2 separate regions of the Mus musculus genome follow, and region 2 is linked to region 1. A link is a contact called in public HiChIP or PLAC-seq data. All regions are on one chromosome and are shown on one strand. The core of a region is the stretch at or near the end of the contact, and the rest is flanking DNA. Distances in the headings are between cores, read along the strand shown. Region 1 holds the start of Rxra (retinoid X receptor alpha). Region 2 overlaps Col5a1 (collagen, type V, alpha 1).

Evidence for each region. HiChIP or PLAC-seq counts read pairs in DNA pulled down with a chosen protein or histone mark.
Region 2: an HNF4G HiChIP or PLAC-seq map of pancreatic cancer cells shows a contact between it and region 1. The contact joins the enhancer-like site here to the promoter of Rxra in region 1. A contact is called at or near these places in 1 of 484 Hi-C or Micro-C datasets (embryonic stem cells) and 1 of 115 datasets of contacts at active chromatin or transcription factors (pancreatic cancer cells).

What each region holds. Positions count from the first base shown.
Region 1 is chr2:27,673,886-27,679,530 of GRCm38.p6, reverse strand. It overlaps Rxra (retinoid X receptor alpha), which reads right to left and starts at 2,330. Exons shown (of 10, transcript NM_011305.3): 1 at 2,071-2,330. The coding sequence starts at 2,098.
Region 2 is chr2:27,897,231-27,902,942 of GRCm38.p6, reverse strand. The region is part of intron 1 of Col5a1 (collagen, type V, alpha 1); the gene reads right to left. Among named protein-coding and RNA genes, the nearest start is that of Col5a1, 14 kb to the right of the region's middle. Within about 2 kb of position 3,447, at least 9 of the 459 cell types and tissues checked have an H3K27ac peak or open chromatin away from gene starts, as enhancers often do. A contact at or near this core is called in pancreatic cancer cells, where this site is marked.

The DNA of each region.
Region 1 (5,645 bases), core at 1,081-3,580:
CTAGATCTGTCCTGTGCAGATCAGCTCAGTTGGCAGAAGCTTGGAGGCTGCCTGGACCACCAAACACACACAGTGCACACTGGAAAGAGCCCTGGGTCCCGGACCCCAAAAGGGGCAAGGGAGTGAAAAAGGGATGGCCAAACTTTCCTAGACACTTCAAGTCAGACCCAAGCTGTCAGTGGGGACCCTGGACGAGCCAGATCCTCTGACACTCAGCCCCCAGGAGGGATTAGGCTGTGTTGACAAAAGGGCTTAGGCAAGTAGCCGCTTAAATGGATCTTCAACTGCACTGGACTTCAGAGCTGGTCACAAGCTTAGTAAAAAATAAAACGTAATCAGAGCCCAGGACTCAGCCCTCAGCCCTGGGGCACAGGCTGCCTGGGAGGCCAAAGCTGGTCCTGAGAGCCACCACTCTGTGAAGCCAACACAGCAGCTCTGAGACATAACTCCTCTTCATGGAGACTCCAGTCCAGCCGCCTGCAATGTCATTGCCAGTTCTGTATGTGTCAACTTTGAGAACGGGCTCTGTCTCTCCTGGGGTGGTGTTCCCATCTCAAGACCTAGCCAAAGTAGTGCCAGGCCCTGGCCGTGTCCCAGGCCAGAGACTGAGCAAAGCATTCCTGTCTGAAGGACCCAACTCTGTGTGCACATCAAGGCTTGAATGAAGGAGAAAGAGATGTCTCAGGAGCCTCCCACCCCCACCCCACCCCAGGCCCCACAGCAACAAGCCACAGTAACAAAGCTTTCTTGTCGGCTGACTTTGGCAGGGGGTTACAATGCCAAATCCACCATTTGTAGCCTCGAAGTGAAGCCTTCCCCAGTCAGTTTCTCAACTGCAACAGGGACAGGAGTTTATAGCCGGGGAGCTAGACCCCCAAGCTCAGGTGTGCTCCCACTGTCTCTATCACTACTCATAAGGATGGAGAGTCTGAAGCTGTGACACACTTGTAACACAACCCCAGTCACTTTGCAGCAGACCTGTTTGTGAGAAGGCTGGAGGTTAAGGAGGTACCACCTCCCCAAATCACCAAAAGTCCTGGCAACCATGCTGGGTTCTGATCACCCCTCAGGGTAGCCAAAATGCATCCCAAACCTCATAGGGGGTGGGAGGCAAAGAGGCAATGATCATCGTGGAGCTTCGTCCATAATCTGCTGTCCTGATTTCCAATCAGCACAAATTCTTCACCAGCCTGACAGCCTGGCTGCTGTCCTCACCACCAAATTAATATCTTTCCCGGAGCTCATTTATAAGTCTCCCTACCCTGCTTCCCTCTGGCTCCCAAACCCCAGGGAGAGTAATGAGTGGGGGGCTCTGACCCTGCTTGGTTCTACTCCGGGAGTTGGCAGGCTGTTTGGGGCTGGGTGCTGCTGGCGGGAGGGTTGCAGGACAAGAAAATGATCCTTCTGCCGATGGGTTGTCTCCCCTAAATACTGAAAACTAGGGGTGCCAGAGTGTGGGGCCCCAGTCCTGGGTTTAATCAGAGACCCAGAGTGACCGTGCCCACCTAGGTTTGGTCTGCTGTCGGGGAACGGCAAGATCGCAGACTCTATCCTGGGCAAAGAGACAGCCAGGGGCCAGCGGCCTTCTCCAAGCCACAGCCCGACGAGCCGGGAAGAGCAGTGGCCTCCCGGAGCCCAGCGCGTCGTCCCCATCCCAATGCCAGGGAGGCCCGGAGCCCTCCAGCGAGCTCAGAAGTTGCTCCTCCGGCGTGGCTCGGTTCCCGGATAGCTAGAGCTGGGCGCCCCGGGGGTCCGCGGAAGCGCGAGGCGCAGCGTGAGGGTCCCTCTCCACGTCCCGAGCGAACCTGCGCTCGCGCCAGCCCGCCGCCCACTCCCGCTCCTCGGCAAGTCAGAGGCCCGGCGTCCTCGCCCTCTCCCGCCGCGCGCCTGGGCCCGGGAAAAGTTGCCCTGTGCCCACTCGCCTCCCCGGGCCCGGCGCGCTAACTCTCGGTACCGCCACGGCTCGGGGCCAATGGGCCCGGCCGGACCCCCAGCGCGCGCTGCGCACGCGCCCCCGCCCCGCCAGCCCCGGCCCCCTCCCTCGCCCGCGCCGCCGCGGCCAGCACTCACCGAGCGGCAGGAAATGTTTGGTGTCCATGTCTGCGACTAACTCATGCCCAGCCGGCGGCGGAGCAGCAGGGCGGCAGCGCGGCGGCCCCCGGCGCGGCCCGCCCGGGGCCCGGGCGGCGGGGAGCCGGCGGCGGCAGCGGCGGCGGCGGCGCGCGGAGGCCGCGGCGCGGCGAGTTGTTGCAAAAGTCGCCCAACAATGTAAACTACTTGTGCCTGCGCGCGCCCCGCGCGCGCACCCGCCGCCCGCGCCTCCGCCGCGCGCCCGCGACCCGCTCCGGCCCGGCCTGCAGCGGGGCGGGGGGGTGGGGGGGGAGCGGCGGGGGGCCCGCGACGGGCGCGGACTCGGCGCAGCGCCGTCGCCGCCACTCGCCCCGCCCGCAACCGGTGCGCGCCCCGCCCGCCGCTGCCGCCGCCGCCGCCACCACCACGGCCACCCCGCGCTCGCAGCCCGGCCCCGAGTTGTGAGCGCCCTGCAAACTTGCAAGTTTGCATCTGCCAAGGGTTCCCAGGAGCCGTGGGGCGGCGGCGTGGGAGGAGGGCGGGGCGGTGGGGTAAAGCAGCCTTCCCTTCCCGGCTGCCCAAAAACCCGGCGGCCCGCGGTGGTGGTGGAGGAGGAGGAGGAGAGCCGGGCCGGGAGGAGAGCCCCGCGGCCGGGCCATTGTCTGCGCGGACACACAAAGAGGCCGGCCGTGGCCGCGCGAGGACCCTGGTCCTGCAAGGCTCCCTGCAGAAGAGCCGAGGCCCTGCGCATCCCGGTGGACACATGGGGAAACTGAGGCCGGTGAAGGGCCGTGAGCCAGAGGCAAGCAGCTGGGCAGGGAGATGCTGCCCTTTGGACGTCCCAGTCCCCTTCACCTAACACGCGAGAGGCCCAAAAAGGACCCTGGTGTCTGACCGCAGGCCAGACAGGCAGAGGGGGGCTGGGGTGCTGCTCGGGGTACCCACGTTAACACGACGGCTCTCACCCTCCTCAGAGGCGCGGGGCTTGAAGGGCGCTACTGCCGGCTTCGGACATCACCCGTGGCCCCAGGCTATTTTTATACCTTGGTTAGCTCTCTGCCCTGACTTAAATTCATGATTTGTTTGTTTAAAAACGAAAGGAAGCACTCCTACCCAGGGAGAGCCTGGGCCTCCTCCGCAACCCGCCCGCCGACTTGGGCAGCTGGAATTCGGATTTGGGTGTGAGCTACCTGAGCGGAGCCAAGCCAGCCTCCCTAAGCGCAGAGTTCCCCCTGCGCCAAGCCAGGCAACCGGCAGTCCCGCCTCCCTCCACTCCCAGCTGGTGCCTGCCAGACCAAAATCCAGCGTGGAGGCCCTGGCAGAGGGGTTTACCAAAGTCCACAGGCTGCACAGAGTAGGTGCTGCCCAAAGAGAACACCTCCCCTCAAGACAAAAAAGAAAGCTCTGCGTGGGCCCACTACCACCGTCCTCCAGGACTGCACTTTTTCTCTGTAAAAAGCAATAGTTGGCCGAACTTGGTGGCACACGCCTTTAATATCAGCACTCGGGAGGCAGAGGCAGGCGGATTTCTGAGTTTGAGGTCAGCTGGTCTACAAAGTGAGTTCCAGGACAGCCAGGGCTATACAGAGAAACCCTGTCTCAGAAAAAAAACAAAAAACAAAAACAACAAAAAAAGCAATAGTTGTGGGACTCTATCTTAAAGATGTCTTTTAGCAGCCTACCAGAAAAGCTATAGACCTGTCTTAGAGAAAGGCCATGTCTGGTCCTCCTATGTGGGCTGGGAAACAAAATGGGGTTGCTAATGCCTTGGGTTGCACTACAAACCAGGCCTCCTTTCCCAGGTCATCACCTGGGAGTTCCCTTAGTGTGGCACACAACTTGGGGTGCTTCTGGTAGTGCCTGCATCAGGTAGCACAGCTCCATTGGACCCACTGGCCAGGGAGAAAACCCCCAGATTCCTTCCTTGACAGGGCCATTTTGAGACTCTTATGGCAGGCTGTGAGGGGGTAGAACTAACTCCCTGTGTCAACAGCAAGGCCAGAGAGCAGAAAGAGACTATAAGCTTTACCTTAGGGACGTGTTATCACAGTAGAGAGCTAAGACCTGTTCTTCAAACTCCTGGGCCATCCTCGCCAGGGCAACACGTGGTGACCAACAATAAAGTACCAACTTTCTACCCTGGCCAGTGAAATCTGGGCTGCAGACAGCCTGCTCACGCTAAGTTTCAGAACAGAAAGGATCAGGAAAGGTCTGTGGGGGTGGATAGAGAAACTTCAATGATCTCTGTCCCCCAGTATTGTGGGCCATTCGTTCTACCAACAAATATCAGCAGGCTCTATTGAAGACTTGACCCTGGGTTCTCACAGAAGGTGTGGTTAAGATGGGCAGGGCAAGGGCACACCCCAGCTCTGCCTTGCAACTCTTTGGTGGCCAAGCCAGGCCACTCTGCTCTTGCCCTCAGTTCCCTGACCTGGAAAGTGCAGACAATCCCATCCTCCATACTGGGTCTTTGAAATGACTAACCAGGCAATATAGAGACTGTTCAGCCAGGATGAGGCTTGCCAGAAAGTAGATATTTTGTCACAAGATAGGGAAGACTCATAGGCAAGAGTGGCTAATTATGACTGCAGAAGCCTTGGATCAGGATAAAGCAGTGCAGGCCGAGCTAAAGCACCATCAACAGGGACAGGGAGGCAAGGCCCAGGCAGCCATGGACTCTGGTGACTTCCTCATGGCTGGTCCTTGAGCTGTGCCATGAAGAAAGGACATGTTTGTCCCTTTGAGTCAGGATGACACACCCAGGTAGAAGGACTGGCATGAAGTGACCTGGGGGTGGGAAGAAGCATTAAGCCGCCTGGCCATCCCCAAAGCTGGCAATGGCATTTGAGGTCACCTCAGATGGTGGACAGCCTGATTTGCTGGTATGAACACCCTCCCCATCCGAGCCCCACCCCCACCCTCACCTCACCCCTTGCTGTGGGAAGCTGTAAGTGCTGGGAGACAGAGAGGCCTAGGCAGGCAGGTTTCCATGTGGGGACTTTAGCTGGGGACAAAGACAGTGGCAGTTTCCAGAGGTAGTACCTGCTTCTAAGAAGCCCGGCCTCTGCAGGATATAAGTGGACAGTGGCAAACACAGCGGTCCAGACCCTGCTGATCCAGATCAGTCTCATATCTAGCCTCAGCATCCACAGTCCTGAGCACCTCTGAGCCTTGTCCCTAATACAGGACAGGGACACAGGTGCCCAGGAAAGGGCAGGTAGGGTGCTGGAGGGAGGGCCCTACTTCAAACCCCCCAGTTCTGGAGTGGGAACATGACCAGGCTTCTTGTTATTTCTGCACCCACTATATTCCATCTTCCCCTCATCTTGGGCTCTTTGGTGCAACTGAACCCACACAAAACTGCCCAAGGCAGGGGCTGTCCCAGCGAGGTCGTGGCCTTTGCGCCATGTGCTCAAGCAGCCTAAATGTCTGTGCTGACACCTCTCTGCTCCTGCCTGCCATCTGAGAGCTATTTGTTTAGTTTGGGTTTACTTTTTGTTTGTTTTTAACTCCCTGAAGGATGCTTTTTAAGGTACCTTGGCTCTTTTCTCATACTGCCTCTGCTCAGCCTTGTA
Region 2 (5,712 bases), core at 2,198-4,697, 220 kb before region 1:
GGGTCCTTAGTAGAGTGTCTGCAGGAACTCCCCAGGTAGCCACTGTTACAAATCCCCTCCTTTCTTCTCTCTATTAAGACCCATGAGCTCTGACTTCAAGAATTATAGATGGTTTTAGTCACTTTTTCATGAATTTTCCTGTTTTCCAAGGTCATTGCCCACACACACACACACACACACACACACACACACACACACGAGGTCACCCTCAGTGGGAACCCTGGCTCTGCTCATGCTATCCTCACCAGACTGACCTGTGACCCCTGGGAACAGAACCCAAATGGGGTCTACTCTTCCTCCCTCCTGGGCTGGCAGGAGAATCAGAGCTGCATCCGTGGTTTAGGCCTCATGTGGGCAAAGCCATGGTGCTGCCATAACTAGCTCCAGGATGCAGCTCAGATTTCAAAGAGCCCATGGCCCAGCCAGGATGCCACTCTTCTCCTTGGAGCTGTGCCAGCTGTGTGCCAATTACAGGTGCATAGAGCTCACTGCATTACACTTCAGGAAAGAGGTTTCCTTAAGGACTCCTTGGCAAAGCCACACACAGTGCCTTGGACATTGCCGGTGCCCATAGAGGTGCTGCTGAGCTGAATTCTGGGGCTTAGCCGAGCAGGCAGGGCATTTAGTAGGTATACAGCATTCTCAGGAACGCGGCAGACAAGGTTCTCCTATGGCTAATAGTTCTGGACTTGAGTCACAGAACAGGCTCTGGTTTGAACCTGTGGCCCAACAGAGACACGATGAACAATAGTTTGGGAGATCAGCAGCAGGCTCCTACCCAAGCAGGCAGCTGTGTGTACCCATCCCTTGAAGAGCTCAGAACTGAGGCCAGGGATGAGATCAGAGACGAGGCAAAGCCACAGAGCTGTGAGGGTGAGAGTGGAGAGGGCCAAGAATAATCCCTGCCAGGGAAGCTACTCAGCCATCAACACCATGTCTGCATCAACTCCTACCCAAGGATGTGGGGAGGAGCGCACTCATGAACCACTGAGGGATATAGGAGGGGGCCCACAAATGGGGTTCAAATTTGAGAGTCAATGGGTAGAGAACTCTGTGAATCAGGAAAGGGAAAACAGAAACCAGCTTCTCTGGCACCTACAGATGGAGGGTGTCCCTGGACCAGTACAAATGTCCAAATGGAAAGGAAGGTGATGGCCGAACAGGCATGAACCAGGCAGGGTGTGAGAGCATCCCAGCACTCACTCTGACGTAGGCTGGGGTAGAGCTGCATAGGAGGTAGAGTGGGATGCCAAGACCGGGTGGCGTGGCTCTGTCCTGGCTGCAGCATCACTCAAGAAGCCAGACCAGGAAACAGTTTTATAAGTGACTGGAAAGAGGTCGGACTGCCTCTCAGCCAAGGAATTTATCTGCTGGCCATGATATTGACCAGGCGTGAGCAGTCAGGCAGAAAGAGCACACGGCAGGGGCCTGGTGTCTTAGCCCCGGGAGGGAGGCTGGGAGCATGCCTGTGTCTAAAGTGAGGAGACCTTTATAATCTCACTTCCCACACTCAAAGTTGTAGATAATAGGAACTGTTCAAGGGAAGGGCCCAAACAGAAAGAAGCAGCCAGAGAGAGTGGGTAGCAGCAGGCTGTATTTAAATCATTGCAAAACACGGCTGGGAGTTTTTATAGGGTGAAATGGTAGATCCTGGAATCAGATGAGCTGGGGCTAAAAGCAGCATCTGAGGAATGAATACTGAGAGATGGCAGGCTTGGCTGGTCAGCAGAGAGCTGCAGGGAAGGCAGAGATCCCAGGAGAGTGTCAACCCAACCTCAGGCTGGCTCCTCGTGGGCACAGTCACCTGGAAAGTTCTTCCAGGGGCAGGGTAGCAACCACATGGGGTGAAGGGGACACAGAAATTAAGTCAAAGCTTGGAACACAGCTCAGTTGGCGAGCGCTTGCCTAAAATGTACAAAGCCCATAGTTCAGTCTCTGGTACTGCATAAAATTACAACAGCACATAGCTATACTCACAACCCTTGGGATGTGGAAGTAAAAGGGTTGGAAGTTCAAGGTCATCTTTGGCTACATAGTTAAGTCTGAGGCTGGCCTAGGGTTATTAAAAAAAAAAAGCAGGTAAAAATTACCTCATCCCCACAAGGAGACAAGACATGCTTAGCTATGTGCAGGGCCACAGGGCTCTCTGGAGACATCACACATATTACGCTAGAGTGCAGATGCCCATCACCATGGCCAGCTTCAAGTCTGTTATTTTCCTAGGCATCACTGAAAGGCCCAGGGTGGTTCCAATCACCATGGGAATTGTGATGCGCAACTCTGGGTCTGGACCTCTGTCTGAAGAGGGGACGGTGCAGTGGGAGCTCACACCAGATATTCTGATCCACCACACATTGGTGGGCAGTCCCTAGGTGTGCCTGGAAAACACTGGGCACCCCATCCCTGCAGATATCAGGACACCTAGCCCGAGAGCCCAGCTCTCCAGTGTTCAGATTACCTTGCCAGGACTACCGCGGCCTGCCCCAGAATGGCACGGACAGCGTGGACCAGGGCTCCCCTGGTTTCCCAGCACCAACTGCTACTCCAGAATGGCTATACTCTTGTTCAGCAGACACCCTGGAGTCTGCAAATTACTTTCAGCTAGTCCCAGAAAGGATTCACTAGGCATGCCCCCATGCTGGTCCACTATGAGATACAGCAGACTACAGCCCTGTCTGGTTCTTTATGGCCTCAACTCTGCCTCCTTAGATCCACACCGCAAGCCTATGAAGGATGGGGCATCATCCTGGATGAGGACTCCACCGAGTCACACTGGCTACCCAAGCCACACCCAATTTTAAAAGGCAAGAAGCCCTGAGGTGCAATACCACCCTCAGCCTCTAGGTGATGCTTTCTCTTCCCCACTACAGCCAGAGAGACCTGAGTTCCAGGTCTCTGCCCCTCCACAGACCTAGGCCACCTTCTGCTACTGTGTGCTGAGAACTCTGGTCCACTGAGTGACCAAAGTGTCTAAGATCACAAGTACACCAGGGGGTCAGGTAGTTGGTCTAGACAGCAAGCACCAGTTATAGGATCAGAGCCCCGTGAGGCACACTAAGACAGCCAGGTCACCAGACATTGTTCTCAGAGTTTTTAATTTTCTTCTCCAAAGGCTCATGATTTAACTGTGGGCTACACCGCACTTAACTTCTCTGGCCACCTTGAGCTTACTGCTAAGCTGTGGCAGCTTGATTCTTGGACCCTCTAACTGATGACTCAACCCCCCACCCGCATCCACCGGGCTTATCGGGAGGGGAAGGGCCGCGGGGGGCAGGCCCAGGAACCCATCCACTCTTGCCATTCATGTTTGGCTTTCCCAGAGCATCCCCCACACTCATTTCATCAGCTGCCAACTGAGATGGAACAGACAGCCCCTACCTGGCCATAATCCCCACTATCTGACCTTCTTCCCACTAAAATGGAAAAAACGTGACTCAGACTCCTAAACAAACAGGCTCCTCACAGCTGGATGCTGTGGAGAGCAAACCCACAGAGGTCTCCAAAGATAGATCACACGGAGCAGAACCCAGGAATCCAGGGCTGTGGGCTTCAGGAAGCCCAGGGAGACAGGAACCTGAACCCCAGCCCCGATGACCACACACACTCACACAGGAACACTCATTCTGCCACTCTCTCCACACCCTCTCATTAGTCCCTGCCACAGGGATGGAGACCCCTCCCCAAAGAAAAGGGGGAAATGCCTTCAGTGGAGATGAAAATGTTATCTTCAATCAGCCTTCTCTACTGGCCCTGACACCCAGCCTGAATGTCACCCCTCAGGCTGACAGTCATTCCTAGAGCACAGATATTGTCTTAAGAGCTTAAGATCTGTCTTTGCCAGTTGCAGAGCTTCAGTGGGCCTTGGTCTTCTCACCTGTGAAATGGGGAGATGGTGGGGGTGGTGATGTCTCATGTCTTAGAGCCAAGCTCTTTAAACCACAGGTTGTATCACCTCATGGGCCACATGACAATATGGAGGGGTGTCATGAAACAGCTTGGCAACAGCAACAAGTGTCTCAATGAGCACTGACCAAAAATTATTTTCAAATCAAATGTACCATGAATCTGAGGTTTCTCTGGCAAGTGGCCACCTATGGTGAATTGTGTGACCCCACTACGACCTTGGATGCGGACACAGGTGCTCACTACATACGCCTCAGCTTGGAGCCCAGACTGCTGCACCTCGGGAAACCAATGCTTCATCTACATGTAATGTCTCCTGCTCTTAAAGAAGCATAATGATTTCATCACAAACAAACGACACAAGCTTTCATATTTCCCCACCATCATCCCTCAGGAGCAAGCATCAAATTAGCATATCTTTGAATTTTATTATGCCACTATGTTTGATTTTTCAAAAGTTGTCATTTGAGCTGCTGATCTGAGCATGAAAACAAAATGATTTCTGTTTGTGAAAACAAAAAATCATTAAATGAATTTTGGCTTGGGATTAGGGTGAAATTTCCAACAATTTATCAAATGGCCCCAAACCCATCTCTGCCCACTTGTACTATGCATTTGTACGAGGCTGAATTCTCAGCACTGACGATCATAAAATCAAGACATTGAGCATCTCTGAAAAACACGGAGACCACTATACATCTGACCATGGCAATATTCAGCCAAGATTTAATCTTTATATAAAGATAAATACATGTACCTATTTAATTAGCACCCAAACTTGCTTTTATCTTTAAAAGATGGCATAATAGGTATAGCAAAGAACTGTTTTAAAATAAACTTCCTCACACTAATCAGTAAATGTTTGGTTTGTGCGCCTATTTTACATATCTGTAGAGCCAGGGTCACATGAAAAGGGGGTTCAAGCAGGACACATTTAGAGCCCTGGCTTAGAAGATGCCATTAGGATAGACTAGGTAGGGAAACACTTGGGTAAGTGGGAGGAGGGTGGGGAGAGGAGTGGGGAGGAAGGTGGAGAGGAAGAGGGGGAGAAGGGGTGGGGAGGAACAGGAAGAGGAGACTGAGAAGGGAAGAGAGGAGGGGGAAGTGGAGGGGAAGTAAGAAGAGGATAAAGAGGGAAAGAAGAAAAAGGAGGAGAAGGGGGAGAGGGGAGCAGGAGGAGGCAGCAACCTGGAGAGTCCTGGTCTTCACATTCAGTGAACATCGGGCATGCGTCTTCATGTGCAAAGGTTCCGTTACCAGAACCAAAGGAAGCTCTGGGGAATAGCAAGACCCCAGGGCCTGATTGGAACCTGTGGCCCCTCCCCTCCAGTCCAGAGGCTGACCCTCCTTGGCTGTCCTGACCTGATTACAGGGGTACCTGAAGGACCACAATGGACAGATGAGCTGTCTGTTCTCCATTCTCTAGCCTTCCTCACGTACAAAGGCAAGCAGAGAGAAGGGTCTTGGCTTTCCCCTACTACATCCCGTGTGGCCTTTCTGCCACACTGTTCATGCCCTAGTACAACAGTCCCTCCTGGAGCCTGAAAATCCGCCTCGAGGGCCAAGCAGCTGTTTGCAATCGGCCCAGCCCTAGCCCCAAGCAGAGGAGGTGGAGTAAGTAAGTCCACAGGCTGGACTCAGAGAGTCTCGGGGCATGTGAGGACAGGCATCCCCAAAGCTAGGAGACCCAGGGCTGCCCCTCCCCATGGACAGAGCCAGCAACAGTGAAGAAATGGGGCGGGCCTAAAAGGGCAGGAAAGAGCTCTCTTCTTGCAGCCCATTTTCAGTCACTGCTGATGAACAGGGAAC